Regions from separate parts of the Gossypium hirsutum genome. Here region 1 is linked to region 2. The links are chromatin contacts, called in public Hi-C maps. All regions are on one chromosome and are shown on one strand. Each heading gives the region's core, a stretch centred on a gene start, on an enhancer-like site or on the middle of the called end of the contact. The rest is flanking DNA. Distances are from core to core; before and after follow the strand shown.

Evidence for each region. Hi-C and Micro-C count contacts between places; a contact is called where the count stands out from the background.
Region 1: a Hi-C map of leaf shows a contact between it and region 2, with 2.4 times the contacts expected there. The contact joins the promoter of LOC107898726 here to the enhancer-like site in region 2. A contact is called at or near these places in 10 of 34 Hi-C or Micro-C datasets (anther, hypocotyl, leaf and 1 more).

Annotation. Positions count from the first base shown.
Region 1 is chrA11:58,592,622-58,596,382 of Gossypium_hirsutum_v2.1, reverse strand. It overlaps LOC107898726 (probable E3 ubiquitin-protein ligase EDA40), which reads right to left and starts at 2,499. Exons shown (of 2, transcript XM_041081500.1): 1 at 1,723-2,499; 2 at 1-1,633. The coding sequence starts at 2,055.
Region 2 is chrA11:58,492,111-58,495,620 of Gossypium_hirsutum_v2.1, reverse strand. No RefSeq gene overlaps it. Among protein-coding and RNA genes, the nearest start is that of LOC107898726, 100 kb to the left of the region's middle. Within about 2 kb of position 1,735, at least 6 of the 9 cell types and tissues checked have an H3K27ac peak or open chromatin away from gene starts, as enhancers often do. A contact at or near this core is called in leaf, where this site is marked.

The sequences.
Region 1 (3,761 bases), core at 1,250-3,749, 100 kb before region 2:
TCATTATCGCCACTTTAGCCAATCGCTCCGCGGCTCTCCAAGCCGACGTCGGTGTTATCGGCTCGGCCTTCTTTTCCACCTGACTATTATTGTTATTATTTGCCCTCTGTCTATGGCGCTGCCCGTTCAACTCGGCTAATTCAGTTTCCAGCCGGCGAATAAATTCCTCAGCTGAACTGGAACCAGATTGCAGCAACAAGGCCCGAGCCGAGGTGAGCAAATGTTGCGCTCCCGATAAATGGTTCCGCTCCACCAAACGGCGAGACTCCGCGACGGCACGTGTGCTGACGTGGAGGTTCCTCAGCCGTTGCATGGTGTGAGATGAGGATCGGACCGATTGCGATGGTCTAGGTATTAACAACCTTTGATCCCTCGAGTAGACCATCTCATGGGTAAATGGATCCTTGTGAGAGGATCGTACGGACATCACCCTGTGGGACCCGCTGGACGATACAGGTACTTTCAGCTCCATCAGTAACTGTTTCTCCTCGCCCGAGTGCAAGTCCCCGATCCGAACCGAATTCGACCCGATGTAAGACGGTCGGGTTGTCAATGAATAGACCGACGAAATCTCTGCTGGCGCTGACCCGGATACGAATCCCAGTTGGAGTCTGACATCCTGAACCACCACGCTTACAAGCCCATTCACGATTTTACAGAAAGCGTCGTCGTTTGGAGCCTGACTGCATGTGCCGAAGCCTATGGAGTGCACGGGGATCTCTGATTGTGCCAGGCGCGTGGTTGAAACAACTGGGAGGTTCTGATTGGTGGAATTCATTTCACATTGTTTATCCTGACCGTCGGATAAGATCAAGATGCTGGCAACGGCGTTTTTCTCTCTGCGATCTTCCAACACTTTGGCCGCCTTTTTAAGCGCGTCCTTCACACTCATCCCTTGCCCGCTGCTTCCCAGCGCGTCAACAATCCTTCTAGCGGATCTCCGTCCGTTTGAACTCATCCTTTTCAACGGCAACAACCGCTTCGAACTCGACGAAAAGACCACGATCGACAAACGGTCCGTTTCGTTAAGCAAAGAGATAACTAACCTCATCGCGCGTTTCACCATCTGCAACCGCATCCCGCTCCCGCTAACGTCCAATACCGTAACCAAGTCAAACGGAGCCCTCCTCACTCTCCGCGTCGCCGTTGGAGCGTGCACTTTCATAACCACCACATAACTCTCATGGCTCCTCCCCACTGCCACCATCGCTGCCTCTTGTAGCAACCTAACCTCTACATTTCTTGGATGAACTCCAATTTCTTTCGCAATCGTAGGAGTCACAGAGAATCCTTGGAATTCCTCTTCAACGTCGTCGTTTTCGGTTTCGTCGGATTCCGGAATGGGATTAAACTGAGAAACAGAAACCGGGGAGGCCAATGGCTCATCGTCGTTGTAGACCCGAAACGACTTCGTGTTGATGTTCTCGAGTGATGTTTTACTAGGTTGTTGTTCAAGGGAGAGTAAAGGGAGCTCCTTCCAGGAGGTGGAACAGACGGGGCAGTTCAGTAATTGTTGCTTTTTTATGTGGGCGGCGACGCAAGGGAAATGAAAGGAGTGGGAACACTCCGCCGTGAAAATCGCCGTGCCTTGACCCGTTTTCACGCTTTGTAAACAGATTCCACATCGACCACCCTGAAAAAAGTCATAACATAACAAAATTACTTAAAATTTTGACTAAAAAACTGTCGGGGGGGAGGAAGAAAGAAAAAGAAGAAGCTTACTTTGGAGAGGCGAAGAGTTGCCTTAAGGAGGGAGAAACTGGAAGGGGATTTAGGTGATGAAGGATTGGAGAGATGGGATGTTTTGCAATGAAGTTTGGGGCTATTAGGAAGTGAAGAAACTGGGTTGGAAGTGGTTCGGCAACGAAGACTTGGGCTTGAAACGGGTTGAGATTGCAACCTCGGAGTCGATGGGTTGGAGAAAAATCCAAACTTTGAGCTAAATCTTGGAGTTTTGGTGCCATTGCTTTGCTGCTGTTGTTTTTCTGGTAAAACTGGGGTGTCCTGTTTCCTGGTAATGGAAGTGCAAAAAGCTCTTCTCCAACCAGTCACCATTTTGATACTCTTAATCTTTCTGTTTCTGTTGAATATTTTTCTTCAGTGAGAGATTTTAGTAGTTTATAACCAACAATTTTGTTCGATAAAGAACAAGGAGAACTAGATTGAGCATGGAAATCGATTCGTGTTTTTAAAAAATAATAATAACAAAGAAAACAGAGGGACCAAAGAAATGGATTAGATGCACACAAAAGGATTGGAAGAGGAGAGAGATGAGTCGAAAAGATCACGGCTTTACTCTATCTTGTTTGAGTAATGTTTGCTTTACTCAAACAAGGCTTATATAAAACTCGATTCTTCTTTCTTCCACTGTGAAAAGATAAGAAGATGAAATGAATTATATAATGTTATATAGTTTATATATACTACTCTGCAATAGAAGAAACAGAGCTGGCTCATTTATAAAGTTTGGAATTACAATAAATGTACTCGGTCTGATAATTTACGAGAGAGAGAGAGAGAGAGATGAGATTTAAAAGGACAAAAATAAAAAAAGTTGGTTATTGGCGAAGGTTACTGGTAAACTGGCAAGTGGAGGTTCTTACTTGTTTACTTATTACAGAACAGTAACAAGTCAACGGTTTGGCATGCAACGTTTACACCTTAATTGTTAATTTTGTAGTAACCGACCGACCTTGGTATGGACAGACCCCCTTTGCCAAAAGCAGCATACCTTAATTCACACTTTCGGCTTACTCGTCGCAAAACTCACCTCTTTTCTTGCAAATCAAATTTTTAGAGTTTCCATGTTTCTTATGATGCTACTACAATCAATCTTTTATTTTTTTCTTTTTCGATTTGGTTCTTGGGATGGCGGTGGGGGTGGTTTCTACCTCTATCAAATATCAATCAATGTTGGTTGTGGGTCCACTGTGATGTTCATGAAATCCTATGATCAATTACACATGTGTATCTCTATCTATTTCTAATCATTATTTAAAATTTTAAATTATTTTACTTTGTTGAAATATATAATAAATATTAATTTAAAATATTATTACAATAAAATTCAATCTTAAAAAATTTATATTCTCTAAATTGAAAGGATGACAAATAAGATATTTCTTCCTGGTTTTCAGCCTTTTATTCTTGATAAAATTCAAATCAAATTAAAAATACTAAAAATCATGAGAAAAAATCTGATTTGTCAATTTATCCTTAAAAAAAGATAAAAATGACGTAAAATCACAATTTCATACAATCATTTCTCTTGTTCATTGATGGTGATTCACCATCACTTAATGCTTAATTGATATAAGAAATAACTGTCATTATTTTAAAATTTTAGGACAATAAATTGCTAGGGATTAAAAAATAACCCATCTTTCTTGATCTACTGTTGTAAAGGATTAATAGGGACACAACCCCAATCTCATGAACTTCAAAATTCTCAGAATCAGACTTAAACAGGTTGTTCTTCTTACTACATTTCAAGAAATTTGATTTTTAATCATTATAATTATATTAATATATAAATGTAATGCATTCAATTTTTACACATAACCATTTAGAGTTACGAAAACTATTACGATACATTATACAAATTATATAATGAATTAGGATATGAAAAATAAAATAAACATGACACAAAAACCACGAGATAAAAGTTTATATAAAATAATTTGTTAATTGTAAAAATTTGGATCTGTAATAGATTCCACATGAAAAATAATATGAATATGAAGTGAATTCAAATTCCAAAT
Region 2 (3,510 bases), core at 486-2,985:
TTGGGAGAATGGGAACATTTTTTCCTTTTAATTCAAAGGTTTTGCGTGTTGGGGAGTAAATTGATTGACATATGAAACTATCAATGTATAAGTTTGTAAAATTTTTAATTAATATTTCATTTAATCCATTTGATGTTTCCAAATAGCTTTCAAGTGATCTGATTTTTGAATTGCAAAGAGAAATGTGCAAGCTTTATTTTTGGCATGCCATTGCTGCAAGTGTGCAAAGATTCTTTGCATACCAAAGCGTTTTATTTGATATATTTTTTTCCACTTTCTCTGTGCAAGTTATATTTGATCCAGTTAAAGTAACTAAAATGAAAAAAAGAAGTTGACACCTTGAGAGGACTGACTTCAAAGTCCACACCTGCATGTCACAAATTTTATTGAAATCGGTCCCTCAATGTGCCAACTTCAGCTGGTTGGCTAAATAGATGAGAAACACTGCTACATTGTTAAATAAATTTCTAACTTGTATATATGAAAAAAAAATGCCTCTTCTCTCACAAATTTCGTCATCTCTCTCTCCCTCCCCCTTTTTGGTGTGTTTAGTATTAGTTAAAGCACTAAGGAGGTTTATGTATTATAGTGACTAAACTAAATTAGTATCTTTATTAATAAATAGATCAATTAGTCCCTACACTAATAAAAAGAATAAAAACAAGTTCATATTGTAACAGAGTTAACATTTTTTGCATAAAAATGTCTTGAAAATTATTTTGTTTCAATTGTAGTTCAATAACAAAAGATTTCATTTATAAAACCATAAAAACTTTAAAAATATTAATTCAATTAAACATTAAATGATATTTTTAAAGAATAAATGTTAACTCTATTTCAATTTTGCCCTTATTTTATTCTTTTTAATCGTATAGAGGATAAATAGATCTATTTAATAATAAAGAGACTAATTTGTTAATATCTCTATAATAGAGGGACCTTTCAAATACATACATCGCTTATTGTCTGAGAAAACTGGAATCTAAAAGGCTTTAATGCATAAATCGGTACATGAGTTTGACACTCTTTTCTAATGTAGTACCTATGTTATTTTTTGGTTCAATGAGGTACACGTATTTAACAAAATTTATACATTTTGGTACTGGATAATAATAATGTAAGTTTTTTAGTGTTTAATTTCGATTTTAGAGTTGATTTGATGAATATCCATAATTAGCTAATAATATTAATAACTAACTTTCATCAAATCAAACCCAAAACTGAAATTAAATCACATCTATTGGACTGTATTTGAGAAAGTAAACGGAAAATTAAACATATTCCCGATTAGTACTAAATTTATTCTATTAACAAAGTTATAAAAAAATCAAAATTAATAATATTAGCAATTAACTTTCATGAAATCAACTCTAAAACCCGAATTAAACTCTAAAAAGTTAACTTCATTACCTTTGAGCAATGGCGGAGCCAAGATATTAATCTTGGGGCCAAGTTAAAATTAGAAGTGCTATGTAACAGTTGATTTAAACATATAAACAATCGATTCAAAAGAAATAGTATTCCAACATGACTATAAGACCCAATTTTAACCCGGGCTACACATACAAAAAACCAAAATTAAAATAGATCATCAATTGAGTCCATTTACAAATAAACCCAAAATAAAACCGGCCCAATTTCATTAAACAAGCCCAATAAAATAGACCCCTAACCCAAAATCAAAGCAGGCCCGGTAGCCCATCTCTTTAACAGTTTTCAGGAAACCCTAGGGGAAGGGTCCTTTGCGCCAATACTGCCATCGTGACAGCTTCCACACACGCAACACCAGCACCTCCATGCAAGACCCCCGTGTGCTCCGCTCCATGTTCGTACCCACTCCCCACATTACCCCTCTCCACCTGCAATTTGAACAAAAAAACAGCAAGAAACCATTTTTATTTGGCTATGAAGCCTTCAAATTTTGTTGGTATCTTTTTTTTTCTTGTTTTTTTTAGGGAAATTGTACACGAAATACATACAAAATCAATAGAAAGCAATCAAAATATACTTCAAAGGTGATTTAAGGTCTCGTTTTTCTTTCAATTTTATTTCTATTTTTCTTTGATTTTTATCTACTGTGTGTAAACAATATAAAAGAGGGAGACTCACCGTCGTACTCACTCTGTGGGGAGGGCTTCGTTCGTCGTCGGATTTTGGGCTATTATAGAAGGGAGGAAGGTGAAGGAGTTGAGAGATACTCCAAGGCATTAAGGGTTTTCTTTTAAAAGAAAGAACAAAAGTTTTCTTTAAAAGCAAAAAACAAAGGGTTTTTAAGCAGGTTTAGTTTCAAGTGAAAAATGAAACAGTGTTTTGGGGGGGGGGAAGAGCTTGACCATGTGTTTTGGCCATGAATGGGGGATTTGCGCAATTGGTCCCCCACTTTCGCACTAGCTTTCGACTGGCTCTATTTGCATATTATTTGTTTTTTTAAAAATAATCCCTGAAATTTCTGTGTTGTTGCAATTTAGCCTGCACCTAGGTGCAACGTTTTTGAGGGCTTGGGGATAATTTCCAGTTAGTCCCTCTCTTTCTCACGTGCATTCAATTCGGATCCTCTTGTTAATGTGATGTTTAGTTTTTAGATCTCAGATTCTATTTTAATCTCAAATTTGTCCCTGTTTTGATTTCTTTGTTTATTACTTTTCTGTTTTATTATTATTTATTTTAAATCTTTCTATATACTATTCATTTCAACTATTTTTCTGTTTAATTTCTTTTATGTATATATTATTTATTCACACATATATATATATATATTATTTATTCACATATATATATATATTGTTTGGTATATCATCTATATTGTTTTGTTATTTTTTTACACTTATATATATGTAAATATTTCTTATATCATCATTTTTGAAGTGTTGTACATTATGTTTTTTTGTATATATTATTGATTTTATATTATTTTGTGTATATATATTTCTTCTAAGAACCCTATTTTAAATTGTATATTTTATTTATTTTAAATATTTTTATATACAAATACCTTTGTTTTTTATATATATAAAATGTTCATTTCAAGTATATTATTTATTTAAATTGACAAATACTATGTTATATATTACTTACTTTTTTTATATACATTATGTATTTTGAAATTTCATCTATATATTATTATTTCATATATTATTTTTATTTTTATTATTTTGATTTATTTCTAATTTTCATGTATGTTACTTTAAGATTTTTATATATATTTGTTTGCTGGCATATTGATGATTCCAAATTGCATTTCTTCTAAATCATCTATTTTATTTTAAAATTTGCCATATGTTGTCTGTGTTAATTTGCTTGGAATTTCTTTAAATTTATTTTTAATTCATTAGCCTTCAAATGTATATTAGCATTTTTATAATATATGGTATGTCGCCATTGCATGTGCCCTAATTTGTTCCTTTGTGTTTTTTTTTTCATTATTTATTCATGTCATATTATTGTTTTTACCCTTAAACAAACCAAAACAAGTGTATTTCGATTTGGTTTTTATAATTGTCTAGTGGAAAA